5 separate regions of the Sus scrofa genome follow, and all the other regions are linked to region 2. The links are chromatin contacts, called in public HiChIP or PLAC-seq and promoter capture Hi-C maps. All regions are on one chromosome and are shown on one strand. Each heading gives the region's core, a stretch centred on a gene start, on an enhancer-like site or on the middle of the called end of the contact. The rest is flanking DNA. Distances are from core to core; before and after follow the strand shown.

The links. Promoter capture Hi-C pulls out the DNA fragments that hold promoters and counts their contacts. HiChIP or PLAC-seq counts read pairs in DNA pulled down with a chosen protein or histone mark.
Region 1: a promoter capture Hi-C map of fetal liver shows a contact between it and region 2, with 2.1 times the contacts expected there. The contact joins the promoter of IRF5 here to the promoter of AHCYL2 in region 2. A contact is called at or near these places in 1 of 5 promoter capture datasets (fetal liver) and 1 of 2 datasets of contacts at active chromatin or transcription factors (alveolar macrophages).
Region 3: a contact with region 2 is called in an H3K27ac HiChIP or PLAC-seq map of skeletal muscle, with 4 times the contacts expected there. The contact joins the promoter of SMKR1 here to the promoter of AHCYL2 in region 2. A contact is called at or near these places in 2 of 5 promoter capture datasets (fetal liver and liver), 18 of 47 Hi-C or Micro-C datasets (alveolar macrophages, embryonic fibroblasts, epiblast stem cells and 11 more) and 2 of 2 datasets of contacts at active chromatin or transcription factors (alveolar macrophages and skeletal muscle).
Region 4: a contact with region 2 is called in a promoter capture Hi-C map of fetal skeletal muscle, with 5 times the contacts expected there. The contact joins the enhancer-like site here to the promoter of AHCYL2 in region 2. A contact is called at or near these places in 3 of 5 promoter capture datasets (fetal liver, fetal skeletal muscle and liver), 22 of 47 Hi-C or Micro-C datasets (alveolar macrophages, brain, embryonic fibroblasts and 15 more) and 2 of 2 datasets of contacts at active chromatin or transcription factors (alveolar macrophages and skeletal muscle).
Region 5: a contact with region 2 is called in a promoter capture Hi-C map of fetal liver, with 2.6 times the contacts expected there. The contact joins the promoter of STRIP2 here to the promoter of AHCYL2 in region 2. A contact is called at or near these places in 1 of 5 promoter capture datasets (fetal liver), 2 of 47 Hi-C or Micro-C datasets (epiblast stem cells and fetal skeletal muscle) and 1 of 2 datasets of contacts at active chromatin or transcription factors (skeletal muscle).

Annotation. Positions count from the first base shown.
Region 1 is chr18:19,689,801-19,692,500 of Sscrofa11.1, reverse strand. It overlaps IRF5 (interferon regulatory factor 5), which reads left to right and starts at 1,347. Exons shown (of 9, transcript XM_021078963.1): 1 at 1,347-1,739. The region is part of intron 1 of KCP (kielin/chordin-like protein); the gene reads right to left.
Region 2 is chr18:19,440,560-19,443,259 of Sscrofa11.1, reverse strand. It overlaps AHCYL2 (adenosylhomocysteinase 3), which reads left to right and starts at 1,421. Exons shown (of 17, transcript XM_005657758.2): 1 at 1,421-1,844. The coding sequence starts at 1,482.
Region 3 is chr18:19,198,612-19,201,311 of Sscrofa11.1, reverse strand. It overlaps SMKR1 (small lysine-rich protein 1), which reads left to right and starts at 1,282. Exons shown (of 3, transcript XM_003484024.3): 1 at 1,282-1,469; 2 at 1,529-1,895. The coding sequence starts at 1,282.
Region 4 is chr18:19,223,650-19,226,349 of Sscrofa11.1, reverse strand. STRIP2 (striatin-interacting protein 2) reads left to right here. Exons shown (of 21, transcript XM_003134694.6): 17 at 1,818-1,918. Among named protein-coding and RNA genes, the nearest start is that of SMKR1, 25 kb to the right of the region's middle. Within about 2 kb of position 1,384, at least 2 of the 83 cell types and tissues checked have an H3K27ac peak or open chromatin away from gene starts, as enhancers often do. A contact at or near this core is called in fetal skeletal muscle and skeletal muscle, where this site is marked.
Region 5 is chr18:19,254,269-19,256,968 of Sscrofa11.1, reverse strand. It overlaps STRIP2 (striatin-interacting protein 2), which reads left to right and starts at 1,298. Exons shown (of 21, transcript XM_003134694.6): 1 at 1,298-1,500. The coding sequence starts at 1,366.

The DNA.
Region 1 (2,700 bases), core at 98-2,597, 250 kb before region 2:
TTAACCACAACTGACGTCCCGTAAAAGAGATTCATATTTTGAGAGGAACCACTTTCAATGAAATAGCAGTTTCATTTTTAAAGAAAGAAATACAAATCAATCTCCCTATCTTTTCTGCAGTCACACTTGACAACTGAAAAAGATAAAATAGTGAACTATTCAGTAGATACCGATAATAGAATACTTATATGTAATTATATTTCCCTCTTATATTAGGGCTGCAAGAAGAGTGGGGGAGCGGGAGAGAGACGCAAGAGAAGAAAAAAGACAACAGGTGAGTGATGATACGGATCACGGGAAAGACCAGCCTAGGTACTTCTGCGAGGATGGAGAGGGGAGGGGAAGGTCAATGTTCTGATTCATCAACTAACTAACAGGCTGTACTGGTTAAAAATACAGCCTTTAAACTTTAAAGGGCAAATAAGACTCTCTAGAACTTACATGTTTTAGTTTCTACCTACAATTTAATCAATTGACCTGTAAATCTCCTTCATTTAAAAATATTTTTATGGAGTTCCCTTTGTGGCTCAGCGGTCAACGAACCTGACTAAGGTCCATGAGGTTGCAGGTTCGATCCCTGGCCTTGCTCAGTGGATTAAGGATCCGGCGTTGCCATGAGCTGTGGTGTAGGTTGAAGATGCAGCTTGGATCCTGCATTGCTGTGGCTGTGGTATAGGCTGGAAGCTACAGCTCCTATTGGACCCCTAGCCTAGGAACCTCCACATGCCATGGAAGAGGCCTCCCCCCCCCCAAAAAAAGCAAAAATATTTCATTTAAAAATTTACCATGGGGAGTTCCTGTTGTGGCGCAGTGGTTAACGAATCCGACTAGGAACCACGAGGTTGAGGGTTAGATCCCTGCCCTTGCTAAGTGGGTTAAGGATCCGGTGTTGCCCTGAGCTGTGGTGTAGGTTGCAGACGAGGCTCAGATCCCGCATTGCTGTGGCTCTGGCGTAGGCCGGCAGCTACAGCTCTGATTAGACCCCTAGCCTGGGAATCTCCATATGCCGCAGGAACAGCCCAAGAAATAGCAAAAAGACAAAAAGAAAAAAAAAAAATTTCCGTGGAAAACAGAAAATGAAAAGACAGGAATGGCCCATGTGTGACCTGATTCTAGGGGGAATCAGACATTAAAATCCTAAGTGAAAACCAGCAAGGATGGGCTGCAGAGCCCGGAAACCAGACCTAAGAAAGGCAGTCAAGGTGAGCTTTCCGGAGGTGAAGCCGAAACAAAATGTGAAGACAAGTAGGAGTTCCCAAGCAGAGACTGCTTGGGGACAGGGAACAGGATGTGTGAAGGTTGAGGCCAGTGAGCGAGGCCCACTTAGGGAACCGAAAAAAACCTTCAGAACGGCAGATGGATGGTCAAGACAGCCGTAAGTGAAGAGGTGGGACAAGCGACCAAGGCGCTGATCCCGAGAGGCCCCAGAGGCGACCAGAGAGGGGAACTGGGTCAGGCAGGTGCAAAGATTGAGGATTCTAAAGGGACAGGATGCCGGCCTGCAGGCATGTCTAGGAGAGGGTGGTCTGAATGCCAGTGGCTGAGCGCTGGGCCACCCTCCGAAGAGGCGTGGAAGGGAGCGGAGGTAGGGGGAAGCCAGGGCTGAGGACGGTCTGCCAGTTCGCCCACCGAGATCGTACATGACTCGGTTGACGGCCAGTATCTGTCCGGATCTTGAGCTACCAGAGTGACTGACTGGGATGCTCCTGGGCCCCGCAGAGCACTTGTGGCAGGGTCGGGTAAGGAGCTGGGATTGTCGAATGACTATTTTATGGTTCAAGATTGTTGAAGGACCCCAGTGGACGCTCCAGGCCACCGCGCTGCCGGGCGTCTCCCCGGAGGCCCTTGGCTGCAGGGGGGCCAGCTCAGCCCGGTTCCTCGGTCTCTGGGTCTACGCAGGGACCCCAGGGCGGCTCCGCGGGGCAGGGCGGGGCGCTGCCCGCGCGCACGGAGACTCCGCGGCCGCGGCCCAGGGGCGGGGGCGGGTGATGCGGAAGTGCCGGGCGGGTGGTTGGACAAGCGCAGCTCCAGGAGGGCGAAGCTCGGCCCCAGCGCCTGGCCCGTGCTCCCGGGCGCAACCACGCGGGCGTACCGCAGACAGGTATGTCCTGGCCGCCGCACTCTCCTCTCCCCGCCCGCGGGGCACCTGCTGGCGGCAGGTGGGGGACTGGAACCAGGCGGGCTTGCGGGAGGGGTCAGCGTCCAGCTCCACCTGGCGCCCAAGCTCGCGGGGACGCCTAGGGCAGAGCGTGCCCCGTCGTTCTGGCGGCCTCCAAGTTTATCCCTAAATCCTGATCAGTGTGGGGTGCCCCGCACCAGTAGCCTTCGTCCGGGGAGTCGGAGGCACGGGCGGCGGAGTCGGCACCACTGCCAGAGGCGCCAGCTCTGCTGCTTCCCTCCCTTCATCTCGCCATCGCCAAGAATGGGTAGCACCGTGGCGCCCGGCTTCGGCCATGGAGGAACGAGCCCCGATTCCCCCTTTCTGCGCGCTCGGATCCCTCTTCCCCGGGCACCCCTCATCCTTTCGGGTAAGAGAATGAGGTTTAAAAAGGGTTCACCCTCCTAGGATCTTAAGGCCCATGGCAGGAATTCGGGCAGAGAGTGTGTAGGAAGATGGTGTCAGGCAGAGGCAGCGGCCGTCTTTTGACTTGTGACCGAGAAAAGGAGGCGCTGACCCTCCTAGCTGAGAAGAAGAACCAC
Region 2 (2,700 bases), core at 172-2,671:
ACTCTGGCCCAGGAACTAACCACCACATGCCTCAGGCATGGCAAAAAAAAAAAAAAAACCAAAACAAACTAACAAAAAACCCAAAGGGCTTTAGTTTCCCAGGCCTTCCCCAAGTTCCAAAGAGCAAGCTGAAGATGTCAGCAGGACAATAGCATCACAGGACTCCTTGTTCCTCCTGAAGGGATATAGATAACAATCTGATGTGTGTCTGAGTTCTACTAAAACTAAGACCCCTACCCAGGAGGAAAATGGTGACCACATGTTGACCACAAGCAATAGGCCGGTTGGAACCAGAAGGCTGAGATCCCAGAGATATATCACCTGGTTATGGCACCACCAACCCATTAGAATAAGATCACACACCCTGGAGCCCTCAACCCCAATTCTGCCTTAAAAACTTTTCCCTGAAAACTATGGGGGAGTTAGGGTTTTTTGAACTCCAGCTGCTGTTCTTCCTGGCACGCTGCAATAAACTTTCCTCTGCTCCAAACTCTGATGTTTCGATTTGTTTGGCCTCACCGTGCCACAGGCATACAAACTTGGGTTCTACAATATCCCTAGTAGAATTAATAGGGCAAAAGAATTGGCTTTGTTTAAGGCAATGGTTTTCATTCCTTAGTCTTGAAATTTTGACCTAGTGATACCTAACTTCTTTTTTAGACTGATACTAAACTCCAAGCCCAGAATGTGCCAGAAATTGCCACAACAGGCAATTAAAAACAGGACCATGTTATTCCTTCTAAAAACAAAGCCAGTAAAGGTGTGAGGTCCTAATTTCACGGACGCAGAAAAATTAAGTCACTTGATTAAGCCTGAGGCCAGCTCTCTCCCCACCGCTTTTCCTTTAAATGCCTGCTCACGTGATAGCAGAGGTGCACCCTAGGAAGAAATTTACACTGTCGGGGTAGAGTCAATCTTCCTCCACCTTCCCAAACTTAGGGTTTCTAGAGCTAGCTCCTCGGAAGCCGCAACTCCTCTGGAGACCTTCTCTTCCTCATGTTCTTCTTCATGTCACCTATCCTCACTTCTTTCTTTTAGTCGCCGGCGCTAAAGCTCCATCTCTGCTACAGAATCCCGCTTGCCGGAGGAAGGGCGACCGGGACTACAACCCCCAGGGGGCTTCGCGGGCCCCGCCCCCGGCGGCGCGCAGGGGTGGTCGGGGGCTGAGGTCCCACCGTCTCTTCGCCGCCTTCGGCCCAGAGCAAGCGCACTACAGGTTCCGTGGCACCACACGCGCGGGCAAGCCGGACGGAGCGGTCTGGGGCGGGGCGGGGCGGGGCGGGGCGAGGCGGGGCGGGGCGGGGCAGAGAGGGGAGGGAGAGGCCGGGGCCGGCGGGCGGGTGGGCAGGCGGAGGAAGTGGGTGGGAGCGGAGGCGATGGAGGGGAGGAGTGGGGGAATGGGGGAGGGAAGGGGAAGGGAGGCGGGAGGCGGGGCCGAGCTGGAGCTGGAGTCTGAGCCGGCGGTTGCAGTGGAGGCGGTGATGTCGGTGCAGGTCGTGTCGGCAGCGGCTGCCTCGAAGGTGCCTGAGGTGGAGCTGAAGGACCTGAGCCCTTCCGAGGCGGAGGCGCAGCTGGGACTGAGCACGGCGGCTGTGAGCGCCATGGCCCCTCCAGCAGGCGGTGGGGACCCTGAGGCTCCAGCTCCCGCGGCGGAGCGGCCCCCGGCCCCTGGCCCGGGATCGGGGCCCGCCGCGGCTCTCAGCCCCGCCGCTGGGAAAGTGCCTCAGGCGTCGGCCATGAAGCGGAGCGACCCTCATCACCAGCATCAGAGACACCGCGACGGCGGCGAGGCCCTGGTCAGCCCCGACGGCACCGTCACCGAGGCGCCGCGTACAGTCAAGAAGGTATTGGGGCCGGGCTGCCTCTGTCGGAGAGGGAGGGTAGGAGGGGGAACCGCAGATCCTCGCGGCGCGGCGCCACCCTCCACGCCCTCTCTTGTCATCGTAGAAGCCGAGAGATCCCTTTCGCCCTTAAATCCGCTCTCTCGGAGATGCCCCCTTCCTGGCCCCATGCTGAGGAGTGAAGACTCCAGGGGGTACGGCCGTACTTCGCTGGGAATAACATGGAGGTAGCGCTCTCGCCTACTACTTGGAATAGTAGGCTGGGAGAGGAGAGCCACCTAATCTTAGCCCTCGCTGAACTCCCCGACATGCTCCGTGTGTATGTTCCAGACTGTCGGGGAGAAGACCCCGATGGTGTAGAAAAACCTCACTGCTTATGAGAGTTCACTCAGCAGTAAGGGTTCTCTCTTGGAAGAACGAGTAAGGAGTAGTTACCTCGCTCTGAGATCCTCAGTTGTGTGGTTTCTGTGCAGATGATGACTTTCTGCCGTTCTTGTCCAACCACTTCCATCGAGCAGTACTGATGCTGTGCCCTTCATTCCAGATTCTGCGATCTCCTTACATCCTCTCTGAATGTAGAAGGGTAATGGACTCTCTTCACTCTTTTCTCTTCAGAGGTTTGTTCTCTCTGCCCAGTAGTTGGTCGCCACCAAGATTATTGTACTGTGTATGAAGAGGTGATTGTTTTATTAGGTCTTTCATTATGATCTGAAAGTGTTAGGAAGTGTTAGGAATGCTTCTCTTTTTGGGAAAAGCGATCACAGTGGGGTTTTCTGTCTCAGCTGTCAGTTTCTTCCAGACAGAGTTTTGAAGAAGAGCACCAAGGAGTAGGTGTGCCTAGATGTGTGATTTTAATACC
Region 3 (2,700 bases), core at 33-2,532, 240 kb after region 2:
ACTCCAGGACAGCTCAATTTTAAAACACAGCAGTAAGGTTCTGAACCTCCAATTTGAAACTCAGGAAAAGCAGGGCTGGAACAGGTTTGGGAGTGAGCCTAATAGGGGTTAACCTGAGAGAATTGTGAAGATCCAAAGAGGTGTATACAGGGAGTGTGAGCCACCCCCACCCAGGGATTAAGAGAGGGGCCAACAGAGGAGAGAGCACAGGAAGAGGGCAGGGGACTTTGCCGCAAGTGTGGTTCTAATAAATAAAAAAATAAGCCAGCAGCCCTCACATCAATTTAATACATCCAATGTATTACATCCTGTTAACATCTATCATTTTAAATGTACACCATGTCCCCCATTCTACAACCCTCTCCCCCCAAAAAAGAACTTTGCTGAATTTCCAGGGCCTAGAACTAACAGACACAAGATAGATGCCTAATAACTTGAATAAAAAGGGAAGAGCCAGGAGTTCCCGTCGTGGCCCAGTGGTTAACGAATCTGAATAGGAACCATGAGGTTGCAGGTTCAATCCCTGGCCTTGCTCAGTGGGTTAAGGATCTGGCATTGCCATGAGCTGTGGTGTAGGTCACAGACGCGGCTCGGATCTGGCATTGCTGTGGCTCTGGCATAGTCCAGCGGCTACAGCTCCGATTGGACCCCTAGCCTGGGAACCTCTATATGCCGCAGGAGCGACCCTAGAAAAGGCAAAAAGACAAAAAAAAAAAAAAAGTCGTAAAAACGAATGAGAGTCCTTGCTCCCAAACTGTATTCTTCTTCATTCTTGAGTCAGGATGAACTCAGGGTTGGAAGCAGAATTGCATCTACCATGTCCTTTCTTGCCTAATCTCACTCTAGGTTTTGTTTTTCAGGCCCTTTTTACGAATGTTTGTATCATTACAGGCTCATTTATTTATTTATTTGTCTTTTTGCTATTTCTTGGGCCGCTCCTGCGGCATATGGAGATTCCCAGGCTAGGGGTCTATTCAGAGCCGTAGCCACCAGCCTACACCAGAGCCACAGCAACGCGGGATCCGAGCCGCGTCTGCAACCTGCACCACAGCTCACGGCAACGCCGAATCGTTAACCCACTGAGCAAGGGCAGGGACCGAACCCGCAACCTCATGGTTCCTAGTCGGATTCGTTAACCACTGCGCCACGATGGGAACTCCTTTTATTTTTATTTTTATTTATTTATTTATTTTTTTTTTTTTACAGGCTCTTTTACAAACATTTCCCCATGTTATTTTCACTTCGACTCTCAGAGGTTTTATCTCCTTTTCCAAAAAGGTCATGGAGTCTTCCGTAACTTTTCCAAGGCCAGCCAGTGAGGGGCCGAGCTCATACTCTGAGCCGAATCCTCCTATTCTAAGGCCAGCCTCATTCACCCGGGGCACCATCCGGACCTCGCCTTCGCCCACTTGTTCGCCCAAAGCCAGCGGGGTTCTGGGCACTAGCAGCCTGGGTCGCCGTCGCGCGAGGTGAAATGACCCAGCCAGCGCGGCGCGACCAGAAGGGAACTGAGCCCGCTCTCAGGAAGGCGGGCGCAGGCTCGCGGGGCAGGCTGGGAGCCAGGCCCCGGTGTCCTGGCAACACGTAAACACCGCGCGGCCCCGCCCCCGCGGCGCGCACCGCCCAGAGCTTGTGAGCCCGCCCTCCCGCGACCGCCCGCCGGGAGCCCCAGGCCCCGAGGCGACGAAGCACTGAGTCGCGCAGCCCGCTGCCTCTCTGTGGCGGGGGTCCCAGCCCCGCGTGGCGGCCGCTGGGTGGCTGGCTGCCCCCTCACCGCGTTGGGCTCCCGCGAGCGCCTAGACCTCCTCGGGCGGAAGGGTGAGAGCGGACTCGAGAAACGTGGCGAAGCCCCGGGCCCACGGCGGTTCGCTGGAGAGCGCGGTGGTGGCAGCCCGGTGAGCGGCAGGAATGGGCGCGGGGGCACAGCCCCCAGGCCTTGCGGAGAACTGGGGTCTCTCTCTCTATTTCAGGATTGGGAACCCATGCCACACTCACCTGCTCAACTGAGAAAGCATTACCATGGTAATTAATACACGTCTTATTTAAGCATCAGAGGTTCTGAGGCTCTTGTTAAATTAGTTTAATACCGTCTGTCTGGTAGAGGCACGCTTTACTAAGACTTGTTGCCCGTGCCACGAGATCAGCGCCTTCATCTCCTTGTGTTGAGTGGTGCCCAACCCGTGAAATGAACACTTTGGATAAAAATGAGGGGGAGAGGGTTTTCCTGGGTGGTCTGCGCCCGCCGCGGAAGAGCTCAGCAACCGCTGAATCAGGCTGAAAGGTTTTTTTGTGAGTTGGTTGGTTGAAGTCCCTCGGTTCTCTTGAGCAACTTTCACACCCAGAAAATGCCGGAACACCAGTTAACGCCAACAGCAGCTGGCCAGGAACTTAGCTTCTGCTGCCGCCAGCCTTCTGTCACTTGTGGGATTCTTCTCTGTGGATTAAGGAAATAGACAATGAGCCCTGGTGCTGCGGGGAGTGCCCGCTCTAGACAATGATTATCCTTTCCAACCCCAGTTTGAGGAAGGGCTTTGGAGGAGAGCTTTTGTGCAGGGAGTTCTTGCACTTTATGTCCAGGAAAGCCTGCAACATTCTTACTTCTGTCTAAGCTCTAAGTCGTTGGCTCACAGACCCCCATCTTAAACCAAACCACACTGAAACGCCAAACCTCCGTTTCCAAATTCCCTCTGGATCTTTTTA
Region 4 (2,700 bases), core at 135-2,634, 220 kb after region 2:
AAAACAAACAAAAAAAAAACAACAAAAAAGAACATGTGCTAGCACATAATTATTGCACACTTACAATGTGCTCAGCCCTCTGTTAAGTTCATGAGGATCTCAAGTAATTCTCCACTCCCTATGAGGTGGGTCTTATTTGATCCACTAAGGCTAAAAAAGTTAAGAACCTGCTTCCCCATGAAGGCATTGTTTGCCATGCTGAGTTTGGACTTGGTGCTATGGGTGTTGCCAAGATATGGGAGAACATGGGGGCAGTGAATGGATGTTCTCTGTGGTGAGACGTGGAGAGGAGAAGGAGGCTTCTCATTCCTGCACAGAGGCTTTGCCCCATTTTCCTCCCAAGAAGTCAGGACCAGGCTTGTTGGTAGAAGAGCAGGTCCTCAGAGTGCAGGGAAGGCCCTGCAGGGTCTGCGTCCATGGAGGGTTTGACTGTACGACCAGGGCATTTCTCCACTTCAGTATGTTCAGAGACATCTTTGGGTGCGTTAGGGAACCCTGAATACTCACAATTCTCCTGCCAGTGTTCGCTGAGCAGCATCAGGGCTGGAAAGAATAGGGATGGAGGAGATAGATTTCCTAGTAGAAAGAACAGGGAACTGTGGATATGGATTTCTGTCTGCTTCTCTTGGTGGGCAGTGTGTGGATGACCAGATGGACAGATGGATGGCTTGATGGGCCTTGCCAGTATGTGTCAGTGACTCCTGACAAGGCTACAGACATGTCTCAAACTGAAAAATGTTTCCCATCACTTGTTAGTAGGTATGTATTGGCTCCTCCATCTGAGGCTTTGGAAAATACCCTGGACCACTTGCCAGGGAAAATATTTGAGCAGAAGAGAGAAATGGGCAAGATAAAATGACTCCCCACCTCTAACCACACATCTAGGCAGGGGGCAGTTTAGCTTGCTACCATGCCTATTTCTTAATGATCAGGAAGAGCTAAGGGATTTAAATTTACACCACTGTAACTTTCTGCTTTTTCAGTCCAGTTTCTGTACTGTCCCAGGAGTCTAGGTTCTGGATCTGAAGACAAACTGTTACCTGATGCTCCTCAGTGTATCATGGGTAAATCATGGTGACACAACTCCCTGACACTGCCCCAGCAGGTCTTCCTGGGTGCAAACCTGATCCAGATTCAAGAGAGCAAAATGGAGCCCTATGTTCTGCTGTTTAGCCCATCAAAGAGATCTTGGCCTTATTCTCAGTGCAGTATCTGTTGACTGAAGGACTCTTGTTGATTGATTCATTCAAATACTGATAGTCTTAAGTATGGAGCTAATACAGTGAACTAGACTTTTGCTGGAACCTGCATACCAGTGGTTCATTTGGTTACTGTGTGATGTATCCATCCTGAGTGAGTGATGCTAGCAGTTGCCAGGACTAGGTTGCCAGGACTAGGCTGCACCTGTTCCTTCTTTATCAATCACTGTTGAAACACTATGAGCCAGAGCTTTGGTATGGAAGACAACTCCCTCGGGGAGCCTTCCTTTCCTGTAGAGCTTAGGAACAAATCTCACAGTAATTCTTCTTATTTATCTGGAGTGGGATTTTCTTTCTGGCTTGTTTATGTTTTATGCTTTAGGTCAGGCCCTTGCAATGTACACACTGTAGGATGTACACACGTCCCTTTCTGTGTAGGATGAGCTGGCTGAAGACGGTTCTCCCCATTTCCCAGGCAGGAAGGCTGATAACACAAGATGACAGTGAATATTCTCAGGAATGGATAATAGAATTGTACTTGCATCTTTTTTTTTTTTCATACAGACCCTCTATTCTCCCCCAAATAAGCATCCTTTCTGCTTTGATCTTTTAATTCAGTTTGAATATGTATCACAACATTTGGTATTTGCTAACTGCATTCCATTGATCCTGAAATTCTTCAATCAAAATATCTTGTCCTACATCACTGCCAAAAACAGGTAAGGACTCTGGACAGGTTTATTTCAAAAGGCTATTTGGGATGGTTGAGAAATTACATTGCGTCTGAGCCACCTTTCAGTTCTCCTGGTGTCCCGGGAGAACTTAAAGCTGTCACTGTCAAATTTAACTTCCTTGAAGTATTAGCTGGTGGGGTGTATGGTTTGGCCTCTTCACAAAGACATTTGTATTTTAATAGTTCTGAAATCCTAAAATGCCACAACTCAAAGAAATGAAACTGCAGCAATGAATTTCAGCCCTGTGGCAGAAGGATCCAGAAAACTGTTTTTTATGAAGGAGGCTACCTGTCCGGCCAACCGTGATTTCTAGTATAAATCATAAGTTGGGTCAATTATACTTCTTTTTAAAGTGTTATACAGAATTTGTAACCAAAGGTAGATAATAGACTATAGATAGATCAATTTCTAGTTTAAAAAAATACAGTATTTTCACATCCATTATTTCATTTAATCTCCTCAGTGCTAAGAGGTATCAAAAGTTTTATTCCCATTTCACTAATTAGGAAAATTCAGGGAGGTTAATTGACTGACTTTAGGATAACATGCTGGTGAGATCCCTAAAGTAAGCAGCAGAGTTCTGGGTCAAAACACAAATTGTTTTTTTGTTTTTGTTTTTTGTGTTTTTTTTGGCTATTTCAGGGCCACACCTGTGGCAAATGGAGGTTCCCAGCCTACAGAGGTCAAACTGGAGCTGTACCCACCAGCCTGCACCACAGCCACAGCAACTTGGGATCTGAGCTCTGTCTGTGATCTACACCACAGCA
Region 5 (2,700 bases), core at 49-2,548, 190 kb after region 2:
GTCTTTCTGGAGGAGGAGATGATGACTAAATGGACTAAATAGAATCTTTAGGGAAGAATAGAAGTTAACTCAGAGCAGAGTTTCCTCCACTAAAAAATACACTGACACCAGATAGTATCCTTGGGAACTGCGAGGAGTAATTAATCTCTGAGAGTCCTGGTTTCCTTATCAGTAATATTGGATCAGTGAAGACAACCTATCAGATATGATATATCTGGAAAGTGTCCAGTGCACAGTGTGGCAGTTCAACAGTCTCCCCAATTCCACCCATTCCCATCTGGCTGCTTGTTTGGAGCTTTTATTACGATCACAGACTGCCTACATATTTACCATGTTTACTATAAGTTGCTTTTTTTTTTTTTTTTTGGCTGTGCCAGCGGCATGTGGAAGTTCCCCCGCCAGGGATCGGACCTGGCCACAAGAGTGTCAATGTTGGATCTTTAACCGCTAGGCCACCAGGGAATTCCTGTAAACTGCTTTTCATGTAAATATCAGAGTTGGCAAACCACACAGCCTCATTTGCCACAGGAAATACTGAGCCCCTAGCAGGGATCTTAGAATGAAGGAAAGGACTGAGGAGAAAGGGGCGGGGGGGCTTGCTCTCCAATCAACATTTACTCCCTAGCTCACTCCATGAGAAAGGTATCCTCGTTCAGAGCAGAGAAAGCAGTTTGGCCAGGAGTAGCCCAGATGGGAACCAGCAATTTCAGTGAAAAAAAAAACGTCCCACTGCATCCCTCAACTCCAAGTCTTCCAGCCATGCCCTCTCTTCTAACTGGAGAGTGGGATGAGTTCTCCTCAGATATCTCAGCTTCCTAAGAGGGAGAGTCCCTAGTTTCTTGCAGTGTTTGGCCACCCGGAGGTGCCATCCCTTCCCTTCGATTGAAGCGGGATTTGGGACGTATTCCGGAGCCGGGATTTCGGGGCAGAGGTCTGCGGCTGGGGAAACCGAGACTGCAGTGAAGCTGGAGGCGGAGACTAGAGCTCCTCGAAAAGGTCGCTATTTAGGAGCGGGTGAGTGCTGAGGAACACCGAGTGAGAACGGAGTTAACCAGCTAAGGCTCAAGGCCCGGAAGGTGGAGGTGGAGCCGAGAGCCGACCCAGGAGTGTCAAACTCCCACACCAGCAATGCTGCAGGACTGGGCAAAAAGGGGGGGAACAAATCCCTTGAATGAGCCCCCACCTCCTCCAAGTCGCGCACGGAGCGGTGTAACAGCCAATCAAACTGAGGGGCGGGGCTGCGAAGAGGGGCCTCAACCAATAGCTGTGGAGGGGGCGGGACCTGGCTCCCGGCGCGCGGCGGCTGCGGGGTCGCCCCGGGCAGAGAGCGGCCAGCGGCTGAGGGGAGCCGCTGACAAGAGCTGCATGGAGGACCCTGCGGCGCCCGGGGCCGGGAGCCCGCCGGCCAACGGCAACGGCGTTGGCAACGGCAGCGGCAAAGGGAAGCCGGTGGCGCCTAAGGGCCGGGAGGCGTTCAGAAGCCAGCGGCGGGAGTCAGAGGTGAGAGCCCGGAGAGCTTCGGTTGGGGCCGGGAGACTGCCGGTGCGGGAAGCGGCGGCTGAGGTGCTTCGGCCCCGGCCTCCTCCCCTGCGCGCCCCCCCGCTGCCCCTCCCAGGGGGCCCCTGCCGAGTCCTCCGCCGCCTGGACTCCGGTCTCTGCAGTCCTGACCCCTCTCCGCCCGCCTCCTACGCGGGTCTGGGGCTTTCTAGCCCTCTGGCCTCCCCTCTGGGGGCCCGAAGACATAGCGCGATCTCCAGCGTCCCAGATACTTTCAAATATTTACCTACTTAATCGCTGCAGCCCCCTGAAGCGGCAATTCGTATCGCGATTTTCGGAGGAGGGAACGGGCGCGGAAAGGTGAAGTGACTGGCCGGAGCGGTGCGAGGCCCGAGCTCTCCGCAGCAGTGAAGAGGGACCAGCGTGCGGGCAGCCGCCCTCCCACCCCTAGGTTCCCCGAGCTGATCCTTCCCCTTCCCTCCACCCCCCACCTTGGACTGGCTTTTCACCAACTTCAGGACCCCTCCCCATAGGGGTTCAGGATACACGAGTCAGGTGGGGAGTGCTGGAGCGAGTGGAGGACCAGCCAGGATACAAACCCACAGATAAGAATGTGAATAGTCCCTCTTCTTAAAAGAAATCCTAATTAGGAGGATTTAGCATCACTCCCTCCACCCCCTCATCCAGCCAGTTTCCATCAACTAGGCAAGAGTAGAATTAGATCTGAGCATGGGATCAGGAGAATAGACCACAAAAAGATCTGTAGACATCATCTGGGTTAGCCCTTTCTTTTCCAGAAGTGAGAGACAGAAGTAACTTGTCGAAGATCATACATCTGGCATAGTGGCCAGGATTATCAGGCTTTGGGTTCAGTCAGACCAGGTTTTGAGGTTTTGAATCCCAGCCCTGTCATTTATTGTCTGTGTGACTTTTGGCCAAGTTACAAACCTCTCTGTGCTCCAGTTTCTTCATCTCTGCAATGAGGTTAACGTTATCTACCTCAGAAAGTTATGATAAACTCAAAAAGAGATAATTAAATGTGAAATATTTTAGTCAGTGCGGGCACAGTGTATGTAGTTGGTTAGTACATAGTAGCTCTTGGTTCTGTAGTTTCATCATCAAGGGACAGAGCTGGGACTAGAAGCCAGGTCTTAGGCATCCCAGTCTGTGGTTTACCATTTGAAAGGTATTTCAGTTCCAAAG